Linked DNA regions of Mus musculus: regions 2 and 3 are each linked to region 1. A link is a contact called in public HiChIP or PLAC-seq data. All regions are on one chromosome and are shown on one strand. The core of a region is the stretch at or near the end of the contact, and the rest is flanking DNA. Distances in the headings are between cores, read along the strand shown. Region 1 holds the start of Tbl1x (transducin (beta)-like 1 X-linked). Region 2 holds the start of 4933407K13Rik (RIKEN cDNA 4933407K13 gene). Region 3 holds the start of Pls3 (plastin 3 (T-isoform)).

Region 1 (3,237 bases), core at 383-2,882:
CTGATTCACAATTATGGAGACTGTGTAAGTGTGGATTTTTTATTGATGCGCTCTAATAACTGTGTACCAACAGTCGTTTGACATATTTGACGTTTCGTAGAAATATTTTGCAAGGTAAATTTGAGGTCCGCCTTTTTGATGGAGAACCGGCCCCTTAAAAACTCGCCCCAGGTTCTCCCCTCCACCCCCAACTACCAGAGCAACAAATGCCTAGTGTTCAAGGAAGGAGCAAGTGAGGTTAGGGTTTAAATTGCGGAGTGTTACTGGGCGCTTAGCACCGAGCTCATTAGAAGCCTAAGGGAGGGGCAAATTGATTTTAAAAATACTCAGCAAGGCAGACACCAAAGGTGCTGAGGAGGAGGGCCGAATATTTATTTAATTGAATTAAAGGCGGGAGTATGGGGGGAAATCGTCACCGATGTGGAAGAGAGGAAGCGCCAGGGCTGGGCCTTACCAGCCTTGGCAACAGAAAACACTTTGCCAGCGCCTGCGGTTTCAGGCCTGGGGGTGGGGATTTACAGATTTGAGGGCCCCAGTACCCTAACATAGTCCTCCATAGTCCCAGCTTATTTGTGCCTTAGTCTTGTGTTAAAGCGTCTCCCCTATGCATTTCTGACTATTGGCCGAGAGGTGTTTTGCAAAGGTCATGGCTGCGCCCGAGTCCTCAATTTTTGCGGTGGGCGTAAAGGCAACTGGGGAGGGGGATGCTTTATGTCGTTAATTTTGAAGAAGATGCGCTTGGAGATGGTGTTACACGAGAACCTTCTAGGCTAGCTGGGCGGCTTCATCTTTTGAGGTGGGGGAGGGTAACACTTTCAGTGGCTTGGGTTACCATTCCCTCTTTAAATCTTCAGGGTGGCCCTTGTTCCCATCCCCCCTCCTCCCGAGCCACCTTGGCGTGAGGGGTGTGGGATTGAGTATCCGTGTAGGGGCCCTGTTCCCCCCTCATTCCTCTCTGAGCCTGGTAGGGGCCTGGTTGGGGCCCAGAGGGCAATGCTCAGGCTTCCCTCCTCCACCTTGGGCTTGGGGCGGGGAGAGGTGGGGGTGGGGAGGCTTTAGGGTGAAGAACTGTGCCGAGATGTAAGTCTTTTCCCTGCCCCCGGGGGGCTGGGTCTGGACTTGGTCCGGGGAAGGGCGGGCCTGGCGTCCTAGCCCTTACTGGGGGGAGGGGCTGCCGCGTGGGGACGCTGCCCCCCCAAGGAGCTCGGGGAGGGGCCGGCGGGCACGCGGTGGGGGAGGGCAGGGCTGTAGAGAGCCTCTTCCAGGTGTCTGGGGAGGGCGGCGCGCTGTCGACCCTCTTGGCACGTCTCCCAGCCTGGGTAGGCTTGCTCGCGTCCGCTCCCAGCGGAGGTCACTGGCCGTGTCGGTCCCTCCCGCCGTCCCGCCCTCTCCCGCCGCCGCCGCTCCCAGCCCAGCCCCCCCCAGTCTCGACGCTCGGGAGCGACAAGCCGCCAGCGCCCCCGCCCCGCCGCCGCTGCAGCGCCCTCCGGCCGCCATTCGCCACCGAAACTTTCCAGCGCTAGCTCTTCTCGTGGACTAGGTGGCGGGCCAGGGGTAGCGCGCGGCTGCTCCGGGGCGCTTGGCCCTCGTCGGCCTCCGCGCGGCCCGGGGTTGGTGACGGTGGACCCGCCAGTACGCTGAGTGCGCGGCCACAAGTTGCACGGCTCGCGGCGAGGTGAGTACACGCCGGGCAGGGGCTCAAACTTCTCGGGCCGAGGGGCGCGGTGGTGACCCCAATCGCGGGCCCTGAAGCTTCAGGAGGGGCAAGTTCCCGTGTGCCCCCCCAACCCCAGGTTGGGCGCGCTCCCTGCACGCCGAACAATACCTCTGGGGCGGCCGCTCCCCGAAGTGGCCGCGCGCGCGGGGGGCGGGAAAGGCCTGGGTGCGCCTTTGTTTTGGGGAGAGGGAAAGGCAAGTTTAGGGACGCTCTGCAGTTCGTCCCAGCATCTCTTTGTCTGAGGCTCCAGAGGGGGTTGGCTGGGCTGACCCGCGTCGCCCTGGGACTTGGGGGCCGCGCGGGATCCCCTTGTGGGGGAGGGGAGCCTCATTCATCCTCGAGGCGCGGGCCGGCGCTCCCGGAACACGGTGGACGCGCGGCGGCGCGCGGGGGATAGTGGCTGGCCCGTTTGTGATCAGTTTCCGAGGCGCAAACTGTCAGGGAAGTCCGGGAGCCCCCTCCCCATACCTACTCCCAGGCCTGGTCTCGGGGACCAGGGTGTGTGTGGGGGGGTGACAACGACGGAGGGCGGCTCCTCTGGCTAGGTGAGGGAGAGGGACCGCCCAGTACGGCCTGGGGAGGGTGTAAACCTGTTGCTTTGGGGCTGGGGAGGGGTTCTCCAGATCTGCACTCACCCACATCCTCGTCTTAGGAATTTCCCTTACGTAGAGAAGGGTGCTGGGAGCAGGAGTTTATGTAGGAGGGGTGCGCCTTTGAACGTCGGTGATCTTCGGGTTTTGTGACAACTTTAGGAGGAGACTACAGGCCCGCTGGTGCTGGATGGGGCCTGGGCTTCACGTGCGTGACCAGTGAGCAATCAGGAGCTTGGGGCTTTTTTTTTTCCCTCTCTCTCTCTTTTTTTCTTTTTCTTTTTTTTTTTCCCCCAGCGTCTGGCGTTCTCAGAGGCCTCCGCACTGTAAATTCCGCAGTTAGGGTCGGCTTGTTTCTTTCTGACCAAGTGTTGTGGGGCAAAACCTAAAACAGCTCCCCTCCCCCTAACCAAAACCTAAGCCATACTGCTAGTGCAAGTGTTTGTTTCTGTTCTGCTTTGGTGTGTGTGCCTTGACCTGACTAGTGTTTTTCTCTGAGCTAGTCCCTGGTTTAACTTAAAAGAGGACACAAGAATACAGGAGGAGGAGTGAGTGCTTTGTCCTACTCCCCCCCCCCCCCAGTCTTGGTTTAGGGTAGCAAATAGGTCTTGGTGAGCCTATGAAATTTACCATTGGTCATTTCTAAAGACACATATCAAGGTATGAAATAGTGTTGAGTGTAGATGGCACTTTTATTTTTAAAGGGATTTCGTGTCCAAGTGTGCTGCAGATTATTTTCATGGCACCACCCACCAGTGTAATTAGTACAACGATGAAAGTCGAAGTTCACTTGATCCACTTATTAAAATGGCCCCCTAAAGCTTTTCAAGCCTTTAATCACACACACACCTGTAGGACAGGCATGGGTGATTTGGGGTGTAAGGCTCTCATTTACCCCAGGATATGTCCTTACTTGGGTCAGAGAATTCC
Region 2 (3,237 bases), core at 240-2,739, 1.7 Mb before region 1:
GAAACAAATAAATGGAGAGGGAACACGTTTTGGTTTTTTTTTTTTGGGTACCAGGTCATTTCTTTAGCGTTCTAGACTCTAGAGGAAGCTTACATTTTCCTACATATGATTTAAAACTCAGCAAAAAAAGTACTGTATTTGAATATAGTAGTTATTGTGGTAAATAGGAACTATATCTATCACTTCATTACTTCTCCTTTGGTATGAATAACAAGAAATACAAGTATCTTGTATACACTTTCACACAAATGCAGACATTCCTATAAATACATAGCATCTGACCTACTTTTAAAATAGGACTTGCTCGACTTAGGCACATTGTGTATTATTATAGACCTTAGTATCTCAAATCATTTCTTTTTTTTTTAATTTCCAAGTTTAATTATTCCTTTACTATTACAAGGAGCATACAATTCTGCAGCAGAGTGGCTTTCCGTGTATGTGCAAGGCTTCGGTATCTACAATCAGTGCTGCAATAATCAGCAGAACCATAATTTCCTACCTGCCCAGGTCCACAAGTCTAGAGTCTAGAGCAATGAAGATGTACATGGGCACCAGGCAGTGGCGGCCCACGCCTTTAGTTCCAGCACTTGGGAGGCAGAGTGCAGTGGCATCTCCATGCGTTTGAGTCCAGCTTGGTCTACAGAGTGCGTTCCAGGACAGCCAGAACTACACACAGAGACCACCATGCCTCGGGGAAAAAAAAAAAAAAAACAAAAACAAAACTAGAAAAAGAAAACGAAAAACAGAAAGAATGGCCCTGATTATTTTGTGAGAACTTGCCAATGCACACTCACAAATGCAGAGGGTTTTGCTGCTTCTGTTTGTAGGGTCCGTCTGTCTGTCTACTTGTCTGTCTGTTTAAAACATCCCTAATAGTAAAAGTTCTTAGTGGTTAAGTTTGGGGAGTCGAAGCAGCCACCCACAGGGCAGCCCATGCTTTAACAATTATACAGTTCAAACCACCCCAGTACCTGCACCTCCCTAGCGGTGGGTTAGGGTGAAGGTCCCTGAAACCTCTCAGCTTTCTCAGCATTCTGTTCTAGGGAACTGCTTCCGAGTCCCCCATGAGGCTCTTCCACCAAGGCTCTCCAGATGCTGCCCAGAGCACAAAACTCACTATCCCTAAACTCACCAACAAGGCCAAGTCACGTGGTGTTCCCTCCTCTGCCCAGAGGGATCCCTGCGCGCTCTAAAGCCCAAGGCTCCCAGCTCAGGGTTACACACTCAGAGGGGAGAGGAGATGCACAAAGACCGCTCTATCCACCAACTCCTTCCGCATCTCAGAAGGAGTCAGAGAGTAGGGATAAACTTACTTGGTCCAGGCCAGGCTGTCCTGTGATCGAATCTCCGACCTTTGGAGGGCTTCAATGGACAGCAGCATTGTCTCTGCGCCATCTCCCTGACTCTGCATTCTTAGTTGGGAGCGAAGCAGAAAAGGGAGAAAAGCTATCCTTTCTTACTGAGTGCTCGCTCCGCCCTGCGGATATGAGACTACGTAGATCCGCCCCGGTGTCTCAAAGAGGAGGAGCAATGGGTCTGGGAAAGCGGCAGGGATCTGGGAACAGCTCTTTTATCTAGTCGCTGCGATGCTGTTTGGATCCATTAAGTACTGAAGGAATCGTATGACCGGAAAAAAAAGCCATCCAAGATTCTCAAAAGTATTTACAGAAAAAAATCAGCTTAAATATGGTTTAATAAGCATTAGAGTTCTGTGCCACCAGGCCATTGTGGATGTTTTGCCTGCATGTCTGTGTACCACATGTATTCCTAGTGCCTGAAATGTCCAGAATAGGATCGGAGAGGGAAGGCACTAAACCTTTTGGAACTGGAGTTGTAGAAACAGATGGACGTGAGCTGCTATGTAAATGCTGGGAATTGTATCTGGGCCCTCTGGAAGAGCAGTGGGACCTCTTAACTGCTGAATCGTTTCTCCAGCCCAGTACTAGGGTCATATCCCCAAGCTCTAGCAGGCAACCAGACTGATGGCAATACCCCTGAATTGTTTGGGGAAATCTCTTGGACCATAAAACTACAAAACTCACAGGGAAGTTTCAGACACTTGGCACCGGATTTTTTTTTTTAAATTTATTAGTAAGACAGGGTTTCTCTGTGCTACTTTGGCTATCCTCAAACTCCCTCTGTAGACTAGAAGGCCTTGAGCTAACATAGATCCCACATGAATTTGCATCCTGAGGCCCAAGATTAAAAAGTGTGTCACCACCTGTGGATATAGGTAGGTAGATGGTTGGATGGATGGATGGATAGATTGATTGATTTAAGAAAGCTTATAAATAATAGGTGTGATTATGGCTTTTTCAAACATCCATCTTATTATTTATCCCTTTTGGTTATCCTGACCTACACTTTACCCTCCCATAACCCTCCCCACCTAAGTACTTAAGTCTACCCTCCCATTTCCCTCCTGTTTTCATAGCATCACATTCTACTTTGCAGCCAAGAAAATCAAAACAGATAGTGTGTGTGTGTGTGTGTGTGTGTGTGTGTGTGTGTGCGTGCACTGTTCTTGTTACATTTTTTAAATTATCAGACAAAATAATGGCCTCCATCTCAACACTTTCATAAGGTGTGTGCCATTTACTTCATTCATCCCTTTCCCACACCCCTGACACCACTTTTTTATTAGATATTTTCTTTATTCACATTTCAAATGCTATCCTGAAAGTTCCCTATACCCTCCCCCGCCCGCCCTGCTACCCTACCCACCCACTCCTACTTCTTGGCCCTGGCATTCCCCTGTACTGAGTCATATAAAGTTTGCAAGACCAAGGGACCTCTCTTCCCAATGATGGCCAACTAGGCCATTTTCTGCTTCATATGCATCTAGAGACACGAGCTCTGGGGGGATAGTGGTTAGTTCATATTGTTGTTCCACCTATAGGGTTGCAGACCCCTTCAGCTCCTTGGGTACTTTCTCTAGCTCCTCCATTGGGGGCCCTGTGTTCCATCCAATAGATGACTGTGAGCATCCACTTCTATATTTGCCAGGCACTGGCATAGCCTCACCCGAGACAGCTATATCAGGGTCCTTTCAGCAAATTCTTGCTGGCATATGCAATAGTGTCTGGGTTTGGTGGCTGATTATGGGTTGGATCCCTGAGTGGAGTAGTCTCTGGATGGTCCATCCCTTCGTCTTAGCTCCAAACTTTGTCTCTGTAACTCCTTCCATGGGTGTTTTGTTCCCTATTCTAAGAAAGAATGAAGTATCCACACTTT
Region 3 (3,237 bases), core at 477-2,976, 1.6 Mb before region 1:
AAAGAGGTCATGTGACTATTACCCTAGGGGCATCAGAGACTTAAGATGCGGGATGCCAATTGGCAAGTGTGGGACCTCGGCCATTAAGTTGCAATTCACAGTAAACTGCATCTCAGTGTTCAACTTTAGTCTCCCAAACCCATTGTGATGTTGAAATGGAGTAAATGCTTACTGTTCCGTAGGTTTTTAAACCTACACTTCTACCTACCGTATTCACTCAAGCTCCTTCACCCTGTCTGCATTACCCCTGAGTAGAAGGGTGATAGCAGCATCCCTCTGGTCTGATCCTATATGACTAGACGCCCCAGTTTAAATCCAAGCTAGACCTGCACCACTGGTGTAGTCAGTTATACAGCTCCAGTGAAAAGCCAGTCTTCAGGATGTAAACTGTCAGCAAAGCTGGAGCAAGCAAGGGCCTGGAGCCAGGGGAGGTTCAGAACCGCCAACACTTGAGCTAGTGGAGCAGCAGCAGCAACTTTGGGACTGGCGACCGCAGGGCTAGTCGGCGTCCTCAGGCCTCTCATTAGGTCGCTAAAGTAAGCAGGCGGAGAAAAGTAAACACAGGCAAGTGCAGCTGAGTCTGGGAATGGGGCTTCAGCCACCATCTCGGCTCAGCCTCCCAGGGGTCCCAGAGCGGTCCCGGGTGCTGCAGCCCTGCTCGCTAGCTCTGAGTTGCACAACCAGAGCCATCGGGACTCAAGCTGACCGCCAGGGCGCTGCTAGGGGAGAGAACCAAAAGGTACCTCCGGGCTAGCCTGGAAAGCTTCTGCCACCGAAAGGAAAAACAAAACAAAACAACAACAACAACAACACACACACAAAACACCAAAAACAAAAACAAAAAAAAAAACAAAAAACAAAACAAACAAACAAAAAAACCAAAAAACTGCTTACTCATAGGGAGTCGCGGCGCAGTCCCGAAGCTCAGCCTAAGGGCTGGGGAGAGGAGAGGGCAGAAGGTGGGCCGCCGAGGCCAGGTTCCTGGGGGGGGGGGGGGTACCGCACCCGCTCCGCGCCCCGCCTCTTTGGGAGCCTCGGGGTCCTCAGAAACCCGCCGGGTCACCTAGAGCGGGCGATTTGGAACTAGCGGGAAGCGACCTACGCTGCTAGCTCTGGGATTTTCCAGCGGCTGAGGAGGAAGGGAGGGAGGGAGGGAGGGAGGGAGGGAGGGATGGATTGAAGAATGGCTGTAGCTGGAAATGGAAGGCAGAGGGAAGATAGGCTTAGGATTTCCACTTCAGGGGTGGTCGCTGCCTTAGGGAATCTGGGTAAGTGTTGGCTTTTAAGCCCTTCGGTCTGTGGTGGGCAACAAGTTAGGAGGAACTAGAGAGCAGTCGCAGCGAAGAGCAGAAAAAGTGATGGCAGAGGGTGGTAATAAGGAACCCTTTGGAGCTCCCACCCATTCCGTTGGCGAGGATCGCCCGGGAGCCGAGCCTCAGACTCCAGATGAAATTTTCTTCGATCTCCCCCTTTGCCCAACCCCCGTCCCCTAGTATAACACACGTTCCTGCTAAGGTTCCCGGAGATGCTCTCACCAGGACCCACTCTTACCCACGCCCAGGAAACCGGCTCCCCTCGAGCCCTTGGAACTGCAAAGCACTTACGTAAAAGTCGCAGAGTCGCTGATCTGGCTCTACAGCTTCCGACCAAGCACTCAGACAACTTCTGCCCCTAGGAATCTCTGCAGCTGTGCTTCTAAAGCCAGCGCTCCCTCCCCTCTTGCCAGCCTCCTCCGCCCTGCGGCCACAGCCATTGGCTCAGATGGTGTTCACAGCGGCCTGGGAACCAGGAAGAGGATTGGGCCAGGAGCCTGTCACATCAACTGGGTGGGGGAACTGAGAGACCCGGCAGCAGCAGGGATGGGCAATGAGGAGGGATGGGGACTGGAACTCTGTTTGCAAGCCTGTTTTTCCATTCCCTACCTGGTGGAAGAACTTAGAAGTAAATCTACAAGGCTTGGCGTGGAATGCATGTTTCACAAACATTACTGAAATAACTGTAAAGTTGGGAAATTCGGAGCATGTTTGAACGTCTCCTAGTTAAGTCAGGTATGGGGTTGGCGGGGGGGGGGGGGGTTACGGTGCCGGTTTTTTTTTTTTCTTTCTTTCTTTTTCTCATCATTGGGAAGGTATAGTACTTCGCTTTGATTTCTTCAGACCTGACACCAAAGGACTCCAACTGGGGAACCTCCCAGCTACTGCCCCTTTGTTTTTGCTTGGTTTGTTTTGAGAGAGGATCATACTAGGTAGCCTCAAATTGGCGTTCTCAACAATCTAGTACTGGAATAACCACCTACCGCCAGCACGCCCATTTCATCATAGTCAGGGAAAGGCCCGTGTGTTCCTGGCACCAGCCAAATGAATTGTTGGCCTAAATCACTTGTCTGGTAGCTTTGTCCTTGAGAGGGAGGAGTGAGAGGTGAGTGAGAGAAGGAAGAAGTGGTAGACATCACTTGGTTGCACTGGAGTAGTCCCTAAGTGGGTCTCCTCTGGTGGGTGTCCTTTCCCCAGAAACAATTGGGGGACACCTTTTCTGTTGCCCACGGTTCTGCCCCTGTGCCATCATCTACACTGGGTTCCTCTCTGTTTGTTTTTCGATCCATGGGCTCATCCTAGCTCCAAAATGAGCTTGGAGGGCCAAAAGTCTAAGTGTCCCTCTGAACCCTAGCTAGATTGTTTTATATGAGAACCATAGAACCCCCCCCCCCCAGTACTTCCTGCTTGGCAGCGTTCCAACCCTAAGCACATTGTTGTTGTTGACCAGGAAGAGTCTGTTGGGAAGTTTGGTAAAAATTTAAAGTTGGTTCAGGTAAGTTCCATGTTACATATGCCAGGGAAGAATTCGACAGTATGAGGAGCTTAAAAATTGAATTCAAGGGCCAGCAAAAGAGCTTAGTGTGGAAAGGCACTTGCCAAGCTGTCCTAAATGGTGGAAGGAGAGAGCTGCCCTCTGACTTCCACTCATGTGCCTTGAAATATGTGCAATGCAGCGCACACACACATAAATAAATAAATAAATAAATAAATAAATAAATAAAATGCAATGTATGTGAACTAATAAAAGTTGTATGATCCAGGAAGTATTTACAAGGATTTTATCATAAAAAGTATAAAGTTAAAATTAATTTAAGTAATATATGTTTTGTCCCAGTATATCTAAAACTTATAATTAGACCTTTTTATAGAGGAGCTCTGGACAAGGAAACTGAGGCAGGAGGATTGCTGAAGTGTTCAAAGC

The links. HiChIP or PLAC-seq counts read pairs in DNA pulled down with a chosen protein or histone mark.
Region 2: a contact with region 1 is called in an H3K27ac HiChIP or PLAC-seq map of embryonic stem cells, with 6 times the contacts expected there. The contact joins the promoter of 4933407K13Rik here to the promoter of Tbl1x in region 1. A contact is called at or near these places in 2 of 39 promoter capture datasets (cranial neural crest and embryonic stem cells), 2 of 484 Hi-C or Micro-C datasets (both in embryonic stem cells) and 6 of 115 datasets of contacts at active chromatin or transcription factors (embryonic stem cells, pro-B cells and stem cell-derived neural progenitor cells).
Region 3: an HNF4G HiChIP or PLAC-seq map of pancreatic cancer cells shows a contact between it and region 1. The contact joins the promoter of Pls3 here to the promoter of Tbl1x in region 1. A contact is called at or near these places in 1 of 39 promoter capture datasets (embryonic stem cells) and 2 of 115 datasets of contacts at active chromatin or transcription factors (embryonic stem cells and pancreatic cancer cells).

Annotation. Positions count from the first base shown.
Region 1 is chrX:77,509,595-77,512,831 of GRCm38.p6, forward strand. Tbl1x (transducin (beta)-like 1 X-linked) reads left to right here and starts at 1,633. Exons shown (of 16, transcript NM_020601.2): 1 at 1,633-1,675.
Region 2 is chrX:75,763,210-75,766,446 of GRCm38.p6, forward strand. 4933407K13Rik (RIKEN cDNA 4933407K13 gene) reads right to left here and starts at 1,490. Exons shown (of 9, transcript NR_029443.1): 1 at 1,317-1,490.
Region 3 is chrX:75,873,444-75,876,680 of GRCm38.p6, forward strand. Pls3 (plastin 3 (T-isoform)) reads right to left here and starts at 1,727. Exons shown (of 16, transcript NM_001166453.1): 1 at 1,605-1,727.